3 separate regions of the Sus scrofa genome follow, and all the other regions are linked to region 2. The links are chromatin contacts, called in public HiChIP or PLAC-seq maps. All regions are on one chromosome and are shown on one strand. The core of a region is the stretch at or near the end of the contact, and the rest is flanking DNA. Distances in the headings are between cores, read along the strand shown. Region 1 holds the start of DHX34 (probable ATP-dependent RNA helicase DHX34). Region 2 holds the start of C5AR1 (complement C5a receptor 1). Region 3 overlaps DHX34 (probable ATP-dependent RNA helicase DHX34).

The links. HiChIP or PLAC-seq counts read pairs in DNA pulled down with a chosen protein or histone mark.
Region 1: a contact with region 2 is called in an H3K27ac HiChIP or PLAC-seq map of alveolar macrophages. The contact joins the promoter of DHX34 here to the promoter of C5AR1 in region 2. A contact is called at or near these places in 11 of 47 Hi-C or Micro-C datasets (alveolar macrophages, blood, embryonic fibroblasts and 6 more) and 1 of 2 datasets of contacts at active chromatin or transcription factors (alveolar macrophages).
Region 3: an H3K27ac HiChIP or PLAC-seq map of alveolar macrophages shows a contact between it and region 2. The contact joins the enhancer-like site here to the promoter of C5AR1 in region 2. A contact is called at or near these places in 1 of 5 promoter capture datasets (liver), 25 of 47 Hi-C or Micro-C datasets (alveolar macrophages, blood, embryonic fibroblasts and 11 more) and 1 of 2 datasets of contacts at active chromatin or transcription factors (alveolar macrophages).

Annotation. Positions count from the first base shown.
Region 1 is chr6:53,129,702-53,133,014 of Sscrofa11.1, reverse strand. DHX34 (probable ATP-dependent RNA helicase DHX34) reads right to left here and starts at 1,822. Exons shown (of 18, transcript XM_003127246.5): 1 at 1,717-1,822.
Region 2 is chr6:53,095,760-53,098,893 of Sscrofa11.1, reverse strand. It overlaps C5AR1 (complement C5a receptor 1), which reads right to left and starts at 1,732. Exons shown (of 2, transcript NM_001244215.1): 1 at 1,689-1,732. The coding sequence starts at 1,691.
Region 3 is chr6:53,158,537-53,161,856 of Sscrofa11.1, reverse strand. DHX34 (probable ATP-dependent RNA helicase DHX34) reads right to left here. Exons shown (of 18, transcript XM_003127246.5): 16 at 2,610-2,786; 17 at 2,300-2,438; 18 at 488-1,691. The coding sequence ends at 1,558. Among named protein-coding and RNA genes, the nearest start is that of MEIS3, 28 kb to the left of the region's middle. Within about 2 kb of position 1,821, at least 3 of the 83 cell types and tissues checked have an H3K27ac peak or open chromatin away from gene starts, as enhancers often do. A contact at or near this core is called in alveolar macrophages, where this site is marked.

The DNA of each region.
Region 1 (3,313 bases), core at 573-3,072, 34 kb before region 2:
CTAAAATTTTGTTTCCCAGTTGTCTGAAGCTTTAATAGCCAGCATTTACTTACGGCTTATCCATTTATCAGGTACTGTTCTAAACCACTCATGTATTTATATGCATATGCACACACACACACACACACACACACACACAGTCTATATATACACCTTTCTCACAACCCAAAGAAGGTGCTATTAACATTATCTGAGCCAGAGAGCGTTTCATTAAGTGGTAAGCGGCAGATGACCAATTCCAATCTGAGGATTCAGGCTTCATTTTCCTATCTCCAATTTTCAGTGTAATTCTCCATTTTTCAATCTGACACTGTCTTCTTGGTTCTACTTGCTCTCTGCATCCTCAGAATTAATCTCTTCATTCGTCTGGCTGTATCTCCCGTTTCCCACCTATCTTCCTCCATGCTCATCTCTTGCTTTCTTTCCCAGATCCCTCAGCTGCCTCTTTTCAATCCCTCTGTCAGCTCTTGCCAGGTTCTCCCTATTTCACCGGCTCCATCTTTCTATTACCCAGTGGCCTCTCCTGATTCGTCTCTATTTCCTTCATTAACCTGTCATCCTATTGGGTCTATTTCCTTTTTTTTTTTTTTTTTTGGTCTTTTTAGAGCCGCGCCCTCGGCATATGGAAGTTCCCAGGCTAGGGGTCAAGTCACAGCTGCAGCTGCTGGCCTACACCACAGCCACAGCAACTCCAGATCCTTAACCCACTGAACGAGGCCAGAGACTGCACCCACATCCTCATGGGCACTAGTGGGGTTCGTTACCGCTGAGTCACTACAGAAATTCCCCTCTATTTCTTTTGGTCTTTTTTTTTTTTTTTTCTTTTTGCCTTTTCTAGGGCCGCTTCCCGCGGCATATGGAGGCTCCTAGGCTAGGGGTCTAATCGGAGCTGTAGTCCCCGGCCTACGCCACAGCCACAACAGATCCAAGCCGCGTTTATGACCTACGCCACAGCTCACGGCAATGCCAGATCCTTAACCCACTGAGCGAGGCCAGGGATAGAACCCCACGACCTCATGGCTCCTAGTCGTATTCCTTAACCAGAGACACGACGGGAACTCCTCTCGCAGTCCCTGTGAACCTCTCTCGTTGGGACCCACCAGCCTCTTGCTCTGGACCTCGCTAGTTTTCAGCTCTCAACCTTCCTGGCTTTGGCTCCCTCAATGCGTCGAAGATTCTTTTCGTGCCTCTACTGTAGCGGGAGGGGGCCGTGCCCTCCCAGATCAAAGGGAAGAAGCCGTGCTGCACCGCCTCCATCTGACACGCATGCGTACTTCTATATCCCTGAGCGCAAGCGCATCTACAGTTGTCCGCCTAAAACTTAAGAGTATTCCTGATAAGAGGGACAAAGAAACTTAGACGTAGCGGAAAAACAAGCGGGGTATGTAAGGCAGCGCCGTTCGGGGCTCAGCCTCTGGATACTAATCCACCAAGCCAGTGCCTGCACGAATAAACGCTGCTTCCTGGTAAAAAGCCTTAGCGTCTCCTTTCCCAGGACTTAAGCCCCGCTCACACTACTCCTTTCAGCCTCCCCGACCCCCAGGGAACGCTCAGGCTCCATCTCGGTCCACTTCTCCCCGCCGTTCGGCCTCCTCGGGCACATGTCCTCATCTCGGGATTTCTCTCTACCCCTCCCATCGTTCCCAAGCTGTCCCGGGACGCAGCCCAACTCCCGGCGCCACCACCAACACCCAGCGCAGCCGCTCGACCGCTCACCTCACTAACCACAGCGATCTGCTCAACTTCCCGCCCACTGCCCTGCACGCGCCCGAAGCCGGTTCTGCGCCTGCGCACGCCACCCTCACAGCCCAGCCCCGCCCCGCCGCAGAGGGAGGACCCAGTGGGCAGCTTCCAGTAATCCGTCTGCGCCTGCGTCCGGCGCTCTCAGGCCCGGCCTCCCTTCCGGCGGAGCCTGGGAGGAAGCTGTAGCGTCTTGGGGCGGGGAAAGGCAGCACGGTGGTTTGCTTTGCCTTTCGCCTGAAGAGCCTCTTGCCCTCCCGGACCAGTCGGAGGTCCGGGTATTTAGCCCAGCTGGGAAGCTGGCTGGAGCCCAAACACTATTGAAACACTCCCATGAGTGTTTTCTTTATTATAGTTCGTAATTATTAGTGCGTAATTCTGTTAATGTACAATTCACCCTATGAAGTCACTAATAAGTGATACAACCTGACTATCCGGATTTCCGTCTTGGAGGTCCTAGTGATACCTGAAAGATAATACAGGAATCTGGCTTCTTGTTCATCCAGTTGAAGAATGAACTCCGCGAACACAAACGCAGCAAGCAAGCAAAGTGTTTATTAAAGGAAAGCAGATAGCTCCCAGGCTGCTGGGAGTGGGGGAGAAGAGCCCCCTTTCTCTGTTGTCCTATAGGGGTTTTTATCCCTTAAAGATGGGGGGGTACCAACCTGGGGTCCGGAAAGATGTCGCTTTCTCCCAGTGGCCTTGTTCAATTACCTATATCAGTCCCTGTCCAATAGGGCCTTAGGGGTGGAAATGTCCCATAAATGTCATTGTTTCTTTGACCTTTTCTTCCCGTAACCCGAGTCACAGGGGATTAGGGATTAAAATCCACCTGGGCGTAGGTACACTCCTTGTAGTAAACAAGGCCTGTGGGATGTTACTCCCTGGAGCCCTTAGGCCACAAATGTTAATCAAAGGCCATATCAAAGAATGCATGGAAGCCCAGGCTCCTACACTGACAACCTGAGTTAATATTCTCCCTCACTAGCTTGAGGTCATCTTTGCGTTTACTGGTTCCTCTACGGAGAATGTTCTCCCCAGGGACTATCATGGCTTGCAGCCCCACAGTTTTCAGCTTTCTGCTCAAATGTTACTTTCTGGGAGATGTCTTCTCTGACTATGCTACTTTTTTTTGGGGGGGTTCTTTGCTTTTTAGGGTTGCACCTGTGGCATATGGAGGTTCCCAGGCTAGGAGTCTGGTCGGAGCTGCAGCTACCCGCCTATACCACAGCCACAACAACGCGGGATCCAAGTCTGCGACCTCATGGTAATGTAGGATCCTTAACCCACTGAGCGAAGCCAGGGATCGAACCCAAAACCTCATGGTTCCTAGTCCGGATTCATTTCTGCTGAGCCACTATGGGAACTCCTGACTACACTACTTTAAATAGAATCACTCCTTAGCCCTTTCCTGCTTTGTTTCTCTCCATAAAGAATGCAGTTCTGCTTGACATCCTATTTCTTTTAATCTGTCTTTCCCACCAAAATGACTACAAACTTGGGGGGTTCGGGGAGTTCCCTGGTGGTATAGTGATTAAGGATTTTGCCTTGTCCCTGCTGTGGCTCGGCTTCA
Region 2 (3,134 bases), core at 483-2,982:
GCAACGCCAGATCCAAGCCGCATCTGCAACCTACACCACAGCTCACGGCAACACCAGATCCTTAACCCACTGAGCGAGGCCAGGGATCAAACCTGTGTCCTCATGGATACCAGTCAGGTTCATTTCCCCTGAGCCATGATGGGAACTCCTCAACTCAGATTTACCTTCTTGAATTTGCGCAATCTTTGTGAGTCAACCTCCCAGAGCATGAAGAAACATAAACACTAGCACTTTAAAAAGCCCACGAAAGAGGTGAGGCTCCAAATCCTTAGAGGCTGCAATGACCTGCCTTCCAGGTTGGCAAAAATAAAAAAAGTTCCACGTGCCTGTGCAGATGGGGGTAAAGACAGGCAGAGCATCCCAGGCTCTGTAATTGAGGAATAGAAATTGGTACAATTTTAGCAATTATCTGTTAAGACAAAAATGACCCAGGAGGTCCCTGGTGGCCTGGTGGTTAAGAATCCAATATTGTCACTTCTGTGACAGGGGTTCCATCCCCGCCTAGGAGCTTCCACATGCTGCGGGCCCAGCCACACACACAAAAAAATTGCCCATGCCCTGGATTCAGGATTTGTGGTTCTGGAAACCCAGGTGTGGGTCCAAAGAAATACTATTTGATTTTAAAGACAAAATATTGGAAACAGCCCAAATCTCCACTGATAGGAGATAGAATCTCCCACTGAAATATCATACAGCTGATAAAAGGAAAGAGGCAATTCCTCTGAAACACATGGGGATGATGATAGCAGCTTCCTCAACAGACTGTTTACGATGAAATTAGTAAATGCCAAGTGCTTAGCACAGTGCCTGGTATGCAGTAAGTGCTCAATAAATGCTGATCTAATATTACATGTCAGTCATGAAGAAAAAGGAGGAAGATATAAGATCATGTGTAAGACAGGCTTCTATTTGTAGGGTGGGTGGGGGAGACGGGATCGACACGTCACATGCATTGAGCACCAACTGTATACCAGGCACTGCAGGAAGAGCTTTCCATGTATTATCTCATTTAATTCTCTCAACAATCCTTTGATGTAGGACCTCAGTTCTACAGGGTCACTAGCCCCATCTCTCTCTCTCTTTTTTTGGCCACCGCCTGGCCTGCGGAAGTTCCCCAGGCCAGGGATCCAACCCAAGCCACAGTGGTGACAACACCAGATCCTTAACTGCTTGCTAGGCCACCAGGGGACTTTCACTATCTCCCCCTTAAAGATAAGGAGTGGGAGACTCAGCAAGACGTATCTCTCCCGCGATTACAGAGGAGAGGCAGGATTTGAAGCCCCGTTTGGCCCTGGGTCAACCTTCTCATTCCTTCATTCCCTATGCTGTCCTGGAGCACCTGCAGACGGTTTCCAGAAGGATCCACCAAAAACTGGGGCCCACCCCTGCCTCTGAGGGCAGCGACAAGGCATCTGAGGTTCTGGGGCAGGGAGGGCGTTTCGCTAAATACCCTTTTGGATGTGGGACTACTGAACAGAAAAAAACAAGAAGTCGAAGATAGTGGTGAGTGCCTTGACAATCTGGCTGCCTCCAGCCCTGGAGTGGGAGAGTCTGAGATGAAGACGAGGGGAGATGGGAGAAGCAGGCGGGGAGGGCAGACACAAGCACCGGGGGAGTCCAGAGCCTGAGAGCCCAAGGGGCTCGGAAGGGAGAGGTGGCGGCCCCACCCCACCCCACCCCAAACTCACCATATTCTGGTCCCTCCGAGGTTCTCCACTCGCTGATCAGAGGTCCCTCCTGCCTGAGGGCTGTGGTTTTTAAAGCTCCAAGGGAGGGTGCAAATAGCCAGAGAGGAAATGACCCATCTCTCCCCTCTGGGGTTCTCATTGGCCTGGGGCACCCCCCCAGCACCCCCCTCCCCCAGAGCCCTGGGAGGGGGGCCGGGCTCTCAAAACTGAGGAAGTTCCTGGTCCAGGAGGGAGGAAGCCCGTCAAAAGAGACCCCCACCCCAGCCCCGCCAGGCTCAGCCCCTCTCCCTGCCTTGCTGTTTCCCCATCTATCATCCTTGTCTCTCCTTCCCCCTCTGTCCTCAGGTACCTGTGGGAAAGCTCAGGGTCCGACTGCTTTAACCCACCCCCGCTCCGGGGTCCAGGGGAACAGAGATGGTGAGCCCCACCCTCCCATCCAGATTGCTTGGAGGCCCAGAGAGGCAAAGCAGGACTGCGGAGGTAGCCCAGCACTGGGGACTGTTGGATCTTCCTCTCTAGGGGCTTGAAGTTAGTGCACGTGTGCACGCAGGTGTGCGCAGGGGTTTGCGGTTAGCACACATGTGCTCACACACACACACACCCAGAGCCTCCATCATCCTTTCCAGCCTCACTCTGGGTTCTTGTGCAAACATGCTGGCGACTGGGACTGGGGAGGATCCTATATGGTCAATGTCCTATTGTCGCTGTAACGAATCGCCATAAACAGAGTAACTTAAAGCAACAGGAAAAGGAAGTTCCCGAGGTGGTTCAGCGGTAACAAGCCTGACTAGTATCCATGACGATGCGGGTTCCACCCTGGCCTCGCTCAGAGGGTTAAGCATTGCTCTGAGCTGTGGTGTAGGTCGCGGATGCGGCTCAGATCTGGCATTGCTCTGGCTGTGGTGTAGGCTGGCAGCTGCAGCTCTGATTCGACTCCTAGCCTGGGAACCTCTATGTGCCACACCTGCGGAAACAAAAAACAAAACAAAACAGATTTATCCTCTCACAGTTCTAGAAGCCAAAAGTCTGAAATCAAGAGGTGGGCAGGGAGTTCCCACAGTGACTCAGCAGTTAAGGAATCCGACTAGCATCCCTGACTAGTATCCCTGGCCTCGCCTAGTGGGTTAAGGATCCGGCGTTTTCCTGAGTTGTGGTGTGGGTCGAAGACGCGGCTCGGATCCCACGTTGCTATGGCTGTGGTGTAGGCAGCTACAGCTCTGATTCGACCCCTAGCCTGGGAACCTCCATGTGCCACAGGAGCGGCTCAAGAAAAGGCAAAAAGACCAAATAATAATAATAATAATAATAATAATAATAATAATAATAATAATTGGCCAAAGGAAGACAAAGACCTGGAAGAACTGCCCGTACACGTGGTTTCAACCACCTCTCTGCTGTGCTCCTCATTCGGGGGGCGCCTGCACCCGCACTCCTCTGGGTGTGTAT
Region 3 (3,320 bases), core at 572-3,071, 63 kb before region 2:
TTCTTAGGAGAGAAGTTGAGCTCCAGTCCTTCTAATCCACCCGTCTTATCCTGTCTCCTGAAAGTTAATCTTATATTCTGCCAATTTGATGAATTTGTTGGCAAATATATGAGTATTTTTTCCAAGTCTCTACTTGGCTTTGCCTTTTCATTTTCATTCTTTTGGGTTTTTTTTAGGCCCATACCCGCCACATATGGACGTTCCCAGGCTCTTAGGGTCAAATCAGACCTACAGCCGCTGGCCTCACCACAGCCACAGCAACGTCAGATCTGAGCTGCATCTGTGACCTATACCACAGCTCATGGCAACGCCGGATCGTTAACCCACTGAGCGAGGCCAGGGATCGAACCTGCAACCTCATGGTTCCTAGTCGGATTTGTTTCCGCTGCGCCAGGACAAGAACTCCACCTTTTCATTTTCTTAATAGTGTCTTTTACAAAGCACACCTTTACCTTTGAGGAAGTTCAAAGGTACCATTTCACACTTGCACTTTTAAATTATTTTTATTATCTTATTAATGATTTTATCTATTTTAACTTGACTTTATATTTTATTTATTTACATTTATTTATTATTACACAACAAAACCAAAGACAAGACTTCCATATCAAAATGAAACCTCTGGGAAAAATGGTTCAGCTGTGTTCAGTTGTCAGAGGAAAAAAACTATTGGCCGGAAAGGACCCAGGGGTTTCCCTAAGGCCAGAGGGTGTTAAACTTTGTCAAATGCAATTTCTCTTTCCAATTATGCTGATGTTCAAAAGCTAAACTCCGCATTCCTCGAGTAAACGCCCCGCGGCCCTGGAGAACAACTGGTTTACGTATTGCTGACCATGAGCCGCCAAACCTCAAGGAAGGAGTCTGATGTGGGCACTGCCCTGTCTGCTTCGGGCACCGGGGCAATGCTGGCCCCTAAGACGAGCCCAGCAGTGCCTCTTCCAAGGGCGCAGGGGCCGCTGTCAGGCCGTCACCCGGGAACCCACCCAGCCGGTCCTCTGTTTGCAACTAGGCATCCAGTTTCCTTCACAGAGACAGGAGGGCCCAGTGTGTTTCTTGAGTGAACTGTGGTCATTTGCGTCTGTAAAAACATTTGTCCGCTTCAGCCGGTTGGTAGGTTTTATGGGCACGATGTCGTTTGCAATGTTCTCTATGCTTTTTGTGCCTGGAGAGGGGACGGCTAAGAGCTGCCCATGCATAGACCCCACAGCCTGGGTGCCACAAGAACACTGGCCCCGCCCAGCTCTCAAAATGACACAGGTCGATGGGCCAGCGCCGGGGCTCCCGAGTTCAAGCGAAAGAAAGCAGAGGCCACAGGCACAGTCTCACGACAGAGCAGTCGCCAGGGGCTTCCGTCCCTGGAACCCAAGGTCCCTGCTCAGCCTCTCCTCCCCGTGTCCTCCTGGAGCAGGACCGATGGGGGGCAGCTGCCACTCCTTGGGTGGGCAGGAGCGGGCGTGACAGGAGACTTGGTTCCCGAACTGGCGCCCCTTCCTGCGGGGCGAGGCTGGGGCTCGGTCGGGAGTCCCAGCCCTGGTCCTGGTCCGGGGCTGCCCAGGCTCACACATGCTGCCTCTGGTGGCGCAAGACATCCGTGGGCGTGAACAGAAAGTCCTTCTGGCAGGCCTTGCAGTGGTAGGGCCTCTGCAGGTCAGACACCTTCCGGAGGGGCTCGGGGGCGGCCTCCTCAGCCCCTAAGGGAGGGGACAAGACAGGCCGTGAAGGGGCGCTCCACTTCGTGCTCTCACCCCCACCCAAGTCCCAGGAACCTGTGGGGCTCCAGCTCTGCCTCCTCCAAGAAGCCTTCCTTGATTAACACGACACAGAGGCAAGCCTTTACTGTGTGTCCCAGGGAGCAAGAGAGACACAGAGACAAGACACAAGGAGACAGGGCTGAGACAGAGCCCTGGGTGGGGGCCCTGGGACCCGCTGCCATCTCCCCAACAAGTGCCAGCTCATGGTCCACGGCACCAGACCCTGTGCTGGGGTCTACCCACTGGGTGACAGGAGGCAGAGGCGGCAGCAGGGACAGGAAAGACCAAGAGACACAGTAGGAGAGAGACAGAAGCAGAGACATGGAACCAGACCAAAGAGCAGCGACACAGAGACAAAGCAACACAGACACAAGAGAACGAGGTGGCTCCTGGCCCTCACTGTCCTAGGCTCTGGTTGTTTGTGACAAAGCCCATTTGTGACCCCAGCTAGACAGAGGGTTGAAGTCACGAGTCCCCAGAGTGTTGCGGGAGTGCCCAGAAACACAGGAAACACACAGGCAGGACGGACACTGGTGCCAGGGCCTCACCTGGGGGAGCATCCCGCGGGGCCTGGGGGCAGGTGTTCTCATGTGCGATGCGCTCCAAGGGTGTCAGAGGCACGTGCAGCTCACAGTGGGGGCAGGTCCAGAAGCTGCGCAGGCAGTCGCTGTACAAGTCCGCGTTGCTCTGCGCCAGGAGGGCTGTGTCAGGGCTGGGCTCCTACTCTGCCCCCCATCACCAGCCTGGACATCACCTGCATTCTTGGGCAAGGCTGGAATGCCACTGGGGGTGGGGGGAGAACCCACAAATGCCATTTTCAGAGGCAGGAGGATGGGGGTCAGGGGGTTCTGAGCTCACCGTGAGGCAGTTGTAGGTGAGGAAGTCAGTGACTGCGTAGCCCCCTTTGGTGGGGTGGGGGGATGTGGCAGAGCTGCCAAAGAGGCCGGGGAGACTGGGGGCAGCTGTGATAGTCTGGGGGCCCACATAGAGGTTCTGGACTTCCAGTCCTGTGAGCCGCCGTAGGCTGTAGGAAACCTGAGCAGAGACAGGAAATGGGGGAGATGGACTCAGGCAGACATTCCTAGAGCACCTGGATCCAGCTGTACCTGAAGGCCACACCTGCACTTTTCCGTTATGGGGGCCATCTACTTAAGGCGATTGTTTAAGCCAATTACAATGTGCTCTCAGATACTCTCGAACAGACCCTGACACCTCACCCCCCACCTCACCCCACTTCCCCTTCTCTCCCATCACTTGTGGGGACACTCAGACCTTCCGTCTGGCCTGGAAATCTGGCCACCATGCCCCTCCTCCTCCACCTCATCAGCCTGTTGCCCTTTCCCAGGTCCCCTGGGTCCCAGCAACAATTCTAAGGCTGCACCCCTCGCTTAAAGACATGGGAGATCACCTCTAACCTCCTCTGTGCAGTTCTCCCCGCCTGTCCTCCATGAAGAGACAGATACTTTCAGCTTCTCTCATGCCCTGCACGCCCCTAACTGCTCGTGAGGGGTCACCTATACAAGTAGCTGTCTCGAGTAAGAGCAGCAGGGGTTAAGAGCACAGGCTCTG